2 separate regions of the Triticum aestivum genome follow, and region 2 is linked to region 1. The links are chromatin contacts, called in public Hi-C maps. All regions are on one chromosome and are shown on one strand. Each heading gives the region's core, a stretch centred on a gene start, on an enhancer-like site or on the middle of the called end of the contact. The rest is flanking DNA. Distances are from core to core; before and after follow the strand shown. Region 1 holds the start of LOC123149378 (F-box protein AFR). Region 2 has its middle 19 kb from the start of LOC123149379.

Region 1 (6,767 bases), core at 3,182-5,681:
GTATGCCATCGTAAAAACAGAAAAGTTTGCCACGGTATGTTAAGATAAAATTTCCAAGGCATGCTCAAATAATTTACCGTGGTACTTCAATTTCTTTTCTGCCGTAGTTTGTTCAAAAATAATAATGTTGTGCACAATAAAATTGCCATGGTTCAAAAATAATTTACTAAAAAAGAAATTGACATGGTAAGCTCAAAAATGAAAAATGGTGTGGTACGTACAAATAAATTTTCCATGGTACAAAAATAAAATTTCCACGATAGAAGTAAGAAAAAGGAATTTTTCATGGTACAAAAAAAATTAAATTTGCCATCTGAATCTATTCTGAAAATGGATTTCTAAATTTTTCTATTTGATTTAAAAAAATTCCCATGTATTTTGTGAGAAAATTTTCTCTTTATTTTGCCATGGACCAGTAACAAGCTAAGAAAATTGCCACGTTATCTATAATAACATGGCAAACATTGTATAGTACTTGAAAGGATATACAATGTGCACATCATATGAAAATTATATAAATTCGCCATAATTAGAAAAAATGCTACGAATTTTCCCATGTGAGAAGTAATACAAATTATTGTTGCCATGTTACAAAGAATAAATTTCCATGCTACAAACATAAATTTCCACTCATAAAAGTAAGAAAAAGAATTTGCCAGTGTATAAAAAAATCCATGTGATTTTACTCTAAAAAAAGGGTTTCTTAATTTTTGCCATGTGATTTTGCAAAAACATTGTCATGTCACCTTAAAAATTGGCCATGCTTTTTGTGAGAACATTTTCTCTTTAATTTTCTGTGGAAGAAATAACAAGTTCAGAAAATTGTCAAGAATATATACATTTGCCCTATGGCAAGTTTAAAAATCCATAGGTATGGCATGTAGACATTCCTGAAGATTTATACAGTTTGCCATGTTTTGAAAGCAAAATGTTTTGAATTTGCCATGTGACCATATATGAATATGCCATGTTATGAACATTCTTAGCGATTTTTTTTGCAATTATCCACGGCAATATATAATCCTATCCAAGATCCTGGAAAAATTTCCATGGGTGAAAACCTAAATATACCATGGCAAATGTGCCATGTTTTGAAAAAAAAACTAGGAAGTTCTGAATTTTATATGTGACCATTGGAAACATTTTACAGATGTACTATGTTTCCATGTTTATAAGGTGCACTCAAATTCCGACTTGCCATATGGTGATATGAAAAGGGCATAAAAAGTATCAGCTAACGAATACAAATTTGCCATGCATTTCTATTTGCAAGATGGATAAAATTTCAGGAAAAATGTATCAGAAACCTTATGCTCAAGATGGAGCAAGTGCATCAAATATATTATTATTACATGCCCATTTTCTGCAACACCTCAAAAAATGTGTGAAAAAACTAATGCTTAGATATTATTATTATTACTATTATTATTATTACTATTATTACTATTATTACTACTACTACTATTATTATTATTATTACAAATGGTCATAAAAAGTAAAAAAAAAAGCATTCTAAACATAATGTTGCAAGTTACATTGAGGAATCTGCAGCACTGAATGGCCACTGCCGCCGCCAGAGGAAGCCGCCGAGGCGCTGCTATCGCCTCTTGCCCACGGAAGCCGAGTTGACTTAATTGACGACAAATGGGAAGTTTTCGTGCGCGTAAGGACTAGCGCGCCAGAATCGCCATCGTCGTCATTGGACCCTTGAATCGACCCGAAGCAACTGGCATCATATTCTCGCCGTCGCACACGCACGATGAATAGCCCTATTATGCATTGTTTCTAAGAGATGATAGAAATGTACGCTGAAGTGTTGTCGTCTGCATCTTGATGAATGGACTCAAGGAGGATCGAAGTCCGGAAGATTGGCTCGAAGAAGACGAAGCATGAATAAAGACACCATATCGACTCCAATCCAGCGCTCCAAACAAGGTCCGCGCGGAAAATTAGTGTAGGAAATAAAACGCTCTAAGGCCTCCTTTAGTTTGTAGGAATTTTATAGGATAGGATTTGCAAAGGGAAAAAAATTAAAGTCATTTGGTTTGTAGGAATGGATTCCTATTCCTATGTAGGATATGAAGCAATCCTTCACATTTTAGAGGGAAAAAACATTAGTTAAGACTCAATGAAAAAATTTCTACTCTATGCATCAAATGACATCTCTTTTTCTATATGCATGTTATCTCACTTCCTATAATTTTTTTATCCTATGAACCAAAAAGGCCTAAAACTTTTACAAGAGGAGTGGAATCAAAGTCCATTTGTGCAGTAGTACCACCGGGCTAGGACCCTAGGAGCTAGGACGGACCCTAGCGGGCTACCACCACCACGCACGCGACGCCGCCATTATGCGTCCCCCATCCCGCGCCCTCCCACTAGGCGCGGTCCGGGCCACAGACGTCGCCGTCGCGCCATGATTAGCGCCCACTCCCCCCATTAGAATTGGAAGGAAAAAGAAGCCACTCGCGTCGATCGGGCCAGGAGGAAAAGAGGAGATACCAATCCGTCCCACCCCGTGGTGTTGGGTCGAGAGCGAGAGGACATACTATGCCGTTGACGTCGAGCTCACTCCACGCCGTCGCTCCAAGTACGAAACGCAACGCAAGGGGAAAAATGCTCTGATAAAGCGGGAAATAAAGCCTGGTGGACTGCTACGAGCCATTGCTGCAGGTGTAATCATTTTGCCCTTTACACGCACGCACGCACGCACGCACGCAAGCTTCCTCCCCTGCTCTGCTCAGCAGGCTCTCGCACCGGTGGCTGACGCGCGGGCCCCGCATGGCAGGCCTCGCCGCCCGCCCGTGCGCTCGGCTGGCTAGTAGAGTACTAGTAACAGTAGCTGCCCGACCGCTGCGGCGTCAGCAGTGAGCTACTGGCTCGGCGATGACGGAGGCGCTGGTGGCTGACGTGCGGGCCCAGGGTCGGGTCTCCTTTCCCTTCCCCCCGCCGGTGCCTGGCGCCGACGAGCTTGGTTGGCGGCTCAGGCGTAGAGGACCTGCGCGTTGCACGGCGCCAGCCCGACGAACTCCTCGGGGCCCTTGACGACCTCCCACTCCACCCGCTCCTCCTCCGTGCCGGCGCCGTGGTTGGCGGCGGACACGACGGTGCCGACGGCGACGTCGAGGCCCGCGCCGACCACGTAGATCCTGCGCCGGCCGCCGCCGACCTCCTCCAGCTGGCCCGCCACGACGTGCGGCCGCCGCACCTCCTGCGGCACCCCGCCGCCGGCCACCATCCGCCACTCGTCCCGCGGCTCGTCGTACCGCTTCAGCCGCCACTCGCCGTACTCGGCCACGATGTACATCCGGCCGCCCGACACGGCGCAGGAGCCCGTCCACCCCTCCCGCATCCCGCGCGCCATGTCGGACCACGCGTCCGCCGCCGCGTCGTACACCGCGCCCCGCGGCGCGCGCTCGAACGGCCACGCCCACCCCTCCGTCACGTACAGCTTGCCGCCCGCCGCCGCCGCGTCGTACCTCGCCACGGCCGCGCCGCCACGGGGAGCCGCGGGCGACCAGCGACCGGCCTCTGGGTCGAACACCTCCGCCTCTCCGTCCTCGCCGGCCACCACCACGCGCCCGCCCACCTCGCCGGCCGCCATGTAGCCCCTCGCCGTCCTCATGCCGGCCACCTGCCCCCACCCGTTGGTCGCCGCGCTGTAGACGGCCACGCTGCTCACGGCCTTGTCGCCGCCCTCCTCCACGCCGCCGATCACGTAGATCTCGCCGCGCGCGGGGAGGCCCACGACGGCGAACGAGCCGGCCGCGGCGCCGCAGGGGACCGGGGGCAGCAGCAGCCAGCGGCGGGAGAAGGGGTCGAGCGCCTGGCACTGGAGGCGGCGCGAGACGGGGTCGAAGGCGAAGGCGAAGAGGAACGGCAGCGAGAGCGAGACCGTCGCCGCCGGCGGGGCCGAGCCCTTGGTCTTGGCGGCGGCCCCCGGCGCGTCGGTGAGGAACCTGTTCCAGTTGGAGGAGACGGTGCGGAACAGGCGGTGGTAGAGGAAGGGGAGGTGGAGGAGGCACTTCTCGGCCACCTCCTCCGGCAGGCCGGGGATGAGCTCCATCGCCCCCTCCTCCTCCCTCGCCTCCTCGCCGCCCGCGCCCAGCACCTGCTGCTTGCACGCCGACGAGAAGCTCATCGCACCTGCTGCCGGACGGCGTTCTTGCCGCGGTTTTGGGATGGAACTCTGCTGGGCGGGGCGGGGTAGCGTTGCTCTGAGCTTTGCTCTGGTCGGAATGGAGGATTGTGGGGGAGGGAGGGGAGCGGTGCGCAATTTATAGAGGTGTGCGAGTAGGAAGCGGGTGGGCGCACTGGCGCTGGCTGACTTTTTTGCCATTGCGCTCGGGCGGGCCTGTGGCGCTGCCTGTCAGAGCTTCGGATCTGGCGATGCGATACGGAGCGTTCTGGCCGTCGGATCCTTTTTTCAGCGCTCAGATCTGGACTCTGGAGTGCTATGCACACAGCTCTGGGCGGAGGAGCACCAAAAACCGCACATACAGCCTTCTTGAGGACGCTTATCCAATTGACCTTTCTTTATGCTTACAAGGCCTCTTTATTTTTCTCGTGAAATTACGGGATCGAAGATGTTTGTCCATTGGCCTTTCGTTCTGCATACAAGGCCACTTTGTTTTCCCAGTGAAATTAGGGGATAGATGATGCTTATCCAATTGGCTTTTCGTTTCTGCTTACATGGCCACTTTGTTTTTCTTGTGAAATTGTGGGAACGATGATGCTTATCCAATTGACCTTTCGTTTTTGCATACAATGTCACTTTGTTTTTCTTGTGAAATTGTGGGATCAATGATGCTTATCCAATTGACCTTTCGTTTCTGCATACGAGGCCACTTTGTTTTTCCTGTGAAATTGCGACATATAATTTGGTTTAACAGAACATGGGTTACGTGTCATTAAAAATATATCAAACAAAATTTCTTTGAATGACATATAGCTCACATTTTTGGGTAAAATTAACGATCATATTTACACACAGAAAGAATGAAGTCGCCTTGTATATAAAAATGAGCGAGTATCCAAGTTGCATCTTAATCAACATCAAAACTACAAGAATGTAAATTATTTTGTGATATGGTGGGAGTGTGTCAAGTGTAACATATGGATTGATGAAAATGGGTATGTGTCATATATGCTAGCAAACCCTAGCCATGCTTGGGTACACCCCCTCTAAGAAAGTTTTTACGACTTATGGTGCCAATAAAAGATTACAACTTACCACTTCAATTAAAAGAGTGGTTTAGTCAATTTCACTTCAATGTAAAAGCCTATCTTGCAAGCATACATTGAATGAGATTGAAGTGAAAGTTAAGATTGGTGGCCATAGATATTTACTCCACGATATTCCTGATGAATTACACTGCATCTCGACCAGCCCTAGTACATGACCCGTTTGAACAAGCTTAAAATGTTGCAGATCGTCGACGGGCGCTTCCCTTTTGTGCTTGCCAGTAGAGTCTGTGAAAAGCAACTCTTTTGTACGCAAGAGAACTGGAATTTTTCCCTCAATGAGGCTGCGGTGAGATGACGAGCTAGATGCGGATTAGGATCTAACTAGCAATATAATTTTGACTTGGGATTAGATCAAGTAAAATACAAAAATACATTTTTTTAAATTTTCTTTTGGGGAAGGGGGGTATCAAAGCAACTCTTTGAGACCAGATGTTGAAACTCGAGAGATGTATGTTTTTATTGTCGTTGTGGCTTAACATAGAATCTCCTACAAAAACTTGCAAATGCACATGTGCATTGTATGTTATGCCATACATAAGGGGACCGTATATTTCACAATTCACATTCAACTCAAAATGAATTCAACTTCGTTTAAATTTTGTAACCAATTGAATGTGAACACTTGTAAGCCATCTGCATTACAAAGTAAATGACATCAAAAGAAAAAAGTCCTAGTTTGTTCCTGTAAATGAAAGAAGTCGAGGAAATTATGCCAAACAATTCCACCGCTAGTGGCTAAAAATACAGGCAATAAACAATGTAACTCATGTACATTCAAATTGTAAAAATTTGTATCAAACAAAAGTAATTTAGAGAAAACAGGGATGAATCGTCATTGTAAACGGTCACATAGAAATAAACTATTAGAAAACATAAATAATAATTCCGGAACTAGGCAAAATCAATACTAGAAGCAAAACCCGGATCTTACCATTCACTTGCAATCAAAAGTGCATTTATTAGACACTTTAACTTATATAAAGTATAAAATGTAAAAATATATCATATATGAGCCATGTAAAAAAAGAGAAGAAGCATCGAAATAGAAATTACAATGAAATTGTTGAAGATCTTATATGTTAAACTCATATTCTATTCTCAAACATACAAGAAGTCATAATATAACCAGGAAATATATTCTACTATTGAAAAGGGAATTATTTTACCCAATATAAAAAAACAATAACCAATTCTAATTTAGTCAAAACAATGAAACTACATGAGACCACACTAACCCTGGGACGGGATTGAACACAACAACATCTACGAGAAATTTTAAGCTTTATCAGAGCACGCGACCGGCCGGAGCAAAATTCGAATGAAGCAGAATTAATTTCAGTCGGGGTGTAAAATAGCATATCTAATAAAATACGCATCACAAGAGTAGTTTGGTTGGGATGCTCAGAAGTAGTTTGCAGGTTGTTCTTTGGAAATTTTTTGAACACTATGCATTTTAAAAATATATTAAAAAGTCCAATATTTTTATCTGATTTTTTACTATGTGAAAACCTTTAACTCAT
Region 2 (6,767 bases), core at 2,283-4,782, 56 kb after region 1:
GGCAATATACTTTTTGCCATACTAGGGCCCCACATGATATACACTCAAAAAGTATGGCAAGATTCTTTTAGACTTACCAACTTGTGGCTTTCATTTTGAAAAACTAACCTTAGACAGATGTGACAAAAAAATATGTGGCAAAATATGGCACTCTCAGGCCTAGAACCAAACAGCCCCTACGTACCGTGCCAAGATGCCGACGAATCATCAAAGTAAAGAATGTAGAATCTGTTGGGAACACACGCCATGTCCATGTGTGACTTGTTTAATTTCGGCGACGATGACCGTTGTCTGGTTCGCGCTGGACACGCGGGAAGGAACTATGTCCATCGCAAGTAAATGGGCGGCACATTGTCTAAAAGAGAGAGAGAGAGAAAGAGAGTAAATGGGCGACGGGTGCGAGTTGCGAACCAGAACCATCAGCACCAGTGCGGGTCCAAAAGCCACGTCATTACAAAGTGGATAGCTAGCTTAGCTTAATTAGCTAGGCAACTCGATGGATGGGGGGTCGATCTGTATATTTTTCCACTGTGTGGTTGAGAACCACGTAGACTTGGAACCACCAATATGGAAGGCCCGCTACTATTCAATTGATGCGTTTAAACATTTCGAAAAGTCAGCGAGTCCATGCATAAAGAAAATAAGTCAACGAGTTAATACCACACCGATCGACTGACTGATTCAAACGCTAAAATTGTTGTTCTCATCTACACATCGTCACCCATCGTCTCAACTTTCTTTTTGCAGCAGAATGAGCTGCCTCCTGCAAAGTACCTTTTCATTTCCGACGAAGGAACTGCAGACAGGTCTTTCGAAAGAATTGCACGCATGCAAAAGTGTCTGATTTGCATAGGGACAGTCCTCTTGAAACAGGTTTTTTCCCCATTTTATAAATAAAGCAATCACCGAATCAAGTACATGGTCGAAAGATACAAGATGATAAGGTAGCCCTCATACAATGTCGATCCCAAGATAGCCGGTTCACGCAAACCAGGCCTACGCTACCTAAAGAAAGTATAGGAAAAACCGAGTACAGCACCACACAAAGACCTAAACACCTAAGTTCCACGACAACGCCCTGAAGAAGGAAAACAGCGCAAAATGTCGCCGCTGCATAGGGACAGTCAGGGTCTTAGTAAATTCCTAAATGGAGCCAAGTGTGTTCACAGAGGACTGCACACATGAACCATCAAAGGCCACTCGGAGCACAATTTCGGGTCAAAATTATGGTTCAACACGCACATGAGAAGAGCACGTGGCAATTTTTTGTGTTTTGACCCTTTTTTGAAACCTGTTCGGGATTTGACCCTAGTTTCAAATTTTTTTCGAGATCTGACCCTTTTGCTACCGCCAGAGTCCATGGCGGTAGGATCTAACAGCCTACCGCCAGGGGCTTTGGCGGTAGGCACGAGCACACACTGTGTTCAATACTTATGAGGTTTTTGGCAGTAGGGCATGCAACCCTACCGCCATGGTCCCTGGCGGTAGCAAACGGGTCAGGTCTCGAAAAAATTTCAAATTAGGGCCAAATCTCAAATAGGTTTCAGAAAAGGGTCAAAATACGAAATTTAGCCACCATGAATATGCAGAGACGGCTATATCGATTCTACGCTCTACTACACTCCACTTGGGAGTCAAAGAGATGATGACATGCAGCTTGCTAGAACTGTGTAGCTGCCAAAGCAAGCGCAATTGGCGGACTGTGAAGGGAGAAGCCGGCAAGGAAACCCGCGGAATGTGATGGGTTCGTAGCAGTGGCGAAAATGACGCCGGTCTTGGATCGAGTCCGACGCCGATGGTGGGCGAACACCATTGGCACTATGCTAGGTCTTGCATCGACGTCTTACGGACAGCGACGTATTATTACAGGCGGCCAGTGATCATATGCATACGGGCAATATATAGGTGGATGGATATGCTATCATATACAGTCGCGTAATAACCGTCGTGATCGTCGTGACCTCCATGATAGATACTTGGAGGGAGATAGATTGCGTGCTCAAACGGGGAGGAGGACCAAGATCACCAAGAGTGATGGTCGTGTTTATTTGTAATTCAAACACACATGGTCCGAAGAACTAAAGTAAGAGCGTCTACAGTTGGACGCCTTAAACTCGTCTCGAATGCCCAAGCGAGCCGCCCGGTCACTGATCGGGCATAAAATTTTATCCTAGACGAGCGCCTCAAATGGGCCGAAAACACCCGGGCTGACCGGCACTCCTTATATCCAGTCAAAATATGAGGTGCCTAAACGCGCCCGGGCGTGTCTGCCACGTCGGACTGATGCTGGGTCCCACATGAAAACAATCCGAAACCCGGCGGTCTAAAACTCGTCTCATTTCGCGTCGGACAGTTGTTGCCGCATGGCATCGCTCCGGCGAGCCGCGTACTGCCTAGCCCGGCAATTTGATCCGACGGCGGAACCGAAACTTCCTCTTCCCGTCCGTCGCCGCCACTTCTTTCCATTCCTCGTCTGCCACCACTACTAGCCGTGCCCCCGCCCTGCCAGGTGAGGAGCTATCCATTTCTAACACCAGAGCGCCGGCGTAGCTCCTTGAGCAGATCCGGGCAAGGAGCGAAGGCCGGATCCCCACGGGGCTACCTCCGGATGTAGTGGATCCCGGAGGAGGAGTTGGAGGAGGAAGAGGGGGTTGAGAAGGAGTAGGAGGATGTGGTGGACGCTGATCTAGGCAAGGCAGCAGACTATCCTCGATTCCCTTCGCTCGGAGTCAGATTCAAAGGCCACACGCTGTCGTCAGCATGAGATGGAGGTGGAGCACGCTGCAGAGGAAGAGGAGATGCCCGCCTACATGGATGAGGTCGAGGAGGAGGAGCCGGAGCCCTGTTACGCGCCCGTTCACCTGGCGCCCGGCACCGACGTCGTTGATATCTCTGACGACGAAGATTAGTTAGGGTAGTACATATGATTTTTTTGCATGCTTTGTTTGAATCTAAGGTTGAAATATAAAAGATTTGGATATAGAGTAGCAAATTTAAGACGTGATCGACTACTGTCCACAAACGCATTGTTTTAGGGATCGGATCTATCAAGTACGGCTATATATGTTCTAAGAGCGCATGAATGCAGCAGCCCCTGAGGTAGCTTTGCCACGCAAGTTACGTTCGATGGCCATCCTTCCTCATCAACCGACAAGGAAGGACACCCACCATGTGTACATTCACCGCACCTCGTTGCTCCGGCCGCACAAATTGTTGATGAGCACAAGTACAAAGCACAGCGGTACGTACACCGCGAACAGCACTCTTCCATCCTCATCCCCATCACGGCCGTACCGCCGGTCGCTGTGGGCAGTGGCTGGCTGGTCCCGGCGGGCCGTGCATGCGCCATCCATCCGTCGCGTGCACACCTCTCCGCACGTCGGCCGTCGACGCGGTGGTCCGATCCCCACGCTGTTTTGTAGGGCACCCACGCGTTGCCCTCCGTCGGCATCGGCAGGCTCTCTCTCACACCCCACGACGGCGACCCGTGCATGGTGCATCGCCTTCTTCCCAATGGCACCGGTAGGTATTGTACGTGAGCTCCAACATTTGCCCTTGCCCTGCCGTGTCCGCTGTCCTGTCACATCGCGTCCCGTCCTAGTTAGCTAGGTGAATTGCTTGAGTGAATCGCGCCCTTGAGGCCGACGGGACGTGAGTGGACGCAGGGGTGTAGCAAAGATACGGATACCACCACCACCACCACCACCCAGCACCCTCTGAAATCTTGGTGCGATGGCACCATCGACCACCGCCTCCGCTCCCGCAATTCGACAGCTCAATCGCACCCGCATTATCTCCGTCGTGTGATCAAATCCGAGGTCGTGGGGATATAAGCAAAAGCAACGGAATATTACCATATACGACGGGCTGTGCGCGTTTTGGCACTTCCATCCACAGGTCATATCCGGTGCCCCAGAGGCTGGACCTCGTGTCGTGCCAGGGCAAGGAAAGGCTTTGCCTGTCCTTGTAGCTAGTGGATGGATGGACACGATGTGTGGATGATGAATACTTGATTTGATCGATATGGTCCTGCTGTCTGCTTGACACTTGTATGGCTAGTAATAAGTGACTCCTCATGGCCGTGATTGATTGCCATCTTGTCTTTGGTACAAAGAATTTCCAGAATAACTTTGAAGGATTTCGCTCCATATAACTATTTTTTTCTTTCAAAGGTCCGTTTGGTTGAAAGGTATGAACCCTCTAAATTGCTTTTCTACGCTCTAATTTTGTACTCTATGATTTCTAGCAAGCGGTGAGACCTCTTGATGAAAATAAATCTTTCAAAGCATTTTAGTTTTTTCTCGAAAATACTAACGCCCACACGTGTGGCATTTTTATAACTCGCCCCCACGCATGGATCACCGTCCAGTCAAGTTTGCACGAATCTTGACACATTGAGGCGGATTTTGAGTGCCGCGTAGGACGGGGCTGGTGTGTGGGTGTTTGAGAGTTCGCCCACACGCCTCGCAGCACGCGGTTTGCCAGCTGTGCTGTGTGAGCGAACTAGTTTCTGCACACACGACCACCACCTAGTCAACGCGTGTGTGGGCGAAGTTCGCCCACACAACACTCGTACGTTGTTGGATGGTAATTGCAGTTGCGCGTACGTGGAACTAGGTAAACACACATGACAACTGTGATTCATTGCTAGACGGCAACTGCAGTTGCGCGTATGTGACAACCAGGGTAAACACACATGACAACTGTGATTAACCATACATGGCAACTATGGTTGTACCGCACACGACAACTAAGTAAACACACATGGCAACTACTATTTGACCATATGTGGCAAGTAGTTAATCACACACGGCAACTATGGTTTAATTACACGCGGCAACTACCATAAATTAGACATGGCAACTATAGTTAATCAAAACAGATAGAGTTGCTATTTCTTTTACAATTATATTTGCCATTCCGAATAACTACATCTGCCATCCCGGATGGCAACTAAACTGTCATCCTGTGGGTTACCTAACGTAGTTACGGCGGGACGTGTGGACATTTTTGCTTCGTGCCACACGCGCGGGGTGAAGATGATAGTATTTTTTAGGTGTGTGGCACGAAGTAGCTGCGCCCACACGTGTGGGCAATTCTAATGTTCGCTCACACACAGCCCGTGTGGACTGCCTTCTGTCCACGCCACACACGGTGTGTAGTTGAATGTCTAGTATGACACACGTATGGGCATTATCGACGTCCACTTTTTTGACCCAATTGAAAGCATTCTAGTAGATTGTACTTTCTAGTTGCGGCAAGTTTTTTATGACAAATTAAGAACATTCAGTTCGTTTTCAGACGTGGGGTATTAAATTTAGTTCATGCAGCCGGATTCATGCGGTCATGCCAAATTATCATGGGTAGCAGGCTAACTACGACATGATAATAGTATCAGTTCGCTGCGCATCATTGAGGGCCTAAAACTGTGGCAAACAACCGCGTTCAGCGAGTATGTAGCGAGTATTGTCAAAGATCAGAGCAACCATCCTCATAATTCAAAAATCCTTGCTCACGTCTCGTGCTTGGATCGATTACACACCAGCAGTATTTATAAACTCATATGGCCCCTTTCTCGATCGCTTTAATTTCTCTGGCTCCTTTTGGTTCACATGATTGATATGCCATCAAGCTGGCGTACGTGGATGCATTTAAGCTGTTTCTGAACATTGTTGAGAATTAGGCACAATCTTATGAGATGCCCTAAGACAAGAACCATCTTACATCTTGAAGGGCTACATGAACATATCTTAGGCACAATCTTATGAGATGAGGCAAAGCTTTTGCCTCCGTTTTGAAAAAAAAAATCTTATGAGATGCCCTAATTCTGAATAGACTGCTACACTCAGGCTGCTCGCCAGTCACGAGGGCACAGAAGAACCTTGTCATGTCCTATTGGAGTTGATTCCAGTTATTGCAACTAAACTCAAGGCAATCAGAGCTGGTAACACACATACAGTTGGGACAGATCGCTGGGGTTAGCTACCATGCTAGCACGCCTCCTACTACTTGCCACCTTCATTTTTCATTTTTCGTAGGCAAAGAGACCTTGTCCAGTCGTGATGCTTCAACTGCTTTGCCACTAGCTAGCTAGGATATTATCTGTTCATTATTCCGTCCCGAAGTTCAGTAGCCACGCAATTAACAATCTTGCGAAGCATCTCATAAGATAATACTACTACTTGTAGGATTGCAATTAGATATGTCTGCTTAGATGGTGAGTAAATCGTGTGTGGTGCTACTCAAGAGCCTGTCATGATTTGACGACTACATTTGCATCCACGACTTGTACGTCTGCACTTGCGCGCCATATCGACGCATTGTTTTGTCAGCTCAGATGGACACGTCCCATAGGATTATGTTCTGCTTCCGGCCGATACTCGACGATCTCTCAAATCTATTCCCACGTCGTGTCTTGCATCGGCCATTGCCAACGAATGTTCTCAAAACGTGCATGCGTCTTGTATCCTCATCTATCTCTGGTGATGATCACGCTACTGTCATTAGATCCTGCCAGGGATAAAATAAACCTACTGTATAACTTGTTATTATGGGAATTTAGATCCTCGGCGACAACAGGATTTTGTAGAGATCTTTCCTCCGATCGACCCGACACCCACCGGTTCTGTTTCTTTTTTGAAACGAAAGGGGTTGCCCCCCAGCCTCAACTTTTATTAAAGCCAAGGCAGAACCGAAACAACCAAACTGTTAACAGCTCTCGGGGACAACCAAAGTAGCTGCCACAGACACATAGCACTGGAGGGTTC

The links. A called contact is a pair of places that touch in the nucleus more often than the background predicts.
Region 2: a Hi-C map of leaf shows a contact between it and region 1, with 3 times the contacts expected there. The contact joins the enhancer-like site here to the promoter of LOC123149378 in region 1. A contact is called at or near these places in 5 of 5 Hi-C or Micro-C datasets (leaf, root and an unstated tissue) and 1 of 1 datasets of contacts at active chromatin or transcription factors (leaf).

What each region holds. Positions count from the first base shown.
Region 1 is chr7A:690,841,599-690,848,365 of IWGSC CS RefSeq v2.1, forward strand. LOC123149378 (F-box protein AFR) reads right to left here and starts at 4,432. Exons shown (of 1, transcript XM_044569022.1): 1 at 1,330-4,432. The coding sequence starts at 4,339. The coding sequence ends at 2,984.
Region 2 is chr7A:690,898,354-690,905,120 of IWGSC CS RefSeq v2.1, forward strand. No RefSeq gene overlaps it. Among protein-coding and RNA genes, the nearest start is that of LOC123149379, 19 kb to the right of the region's middle. Within about 2 kb of position 3,533, at least 4 of the 8 cell types and tissues checked have an H3K27ac peak or open chromatin away from gene starts, as enhancers often do. A contact at or near this core is called in leaf, where this site is marked.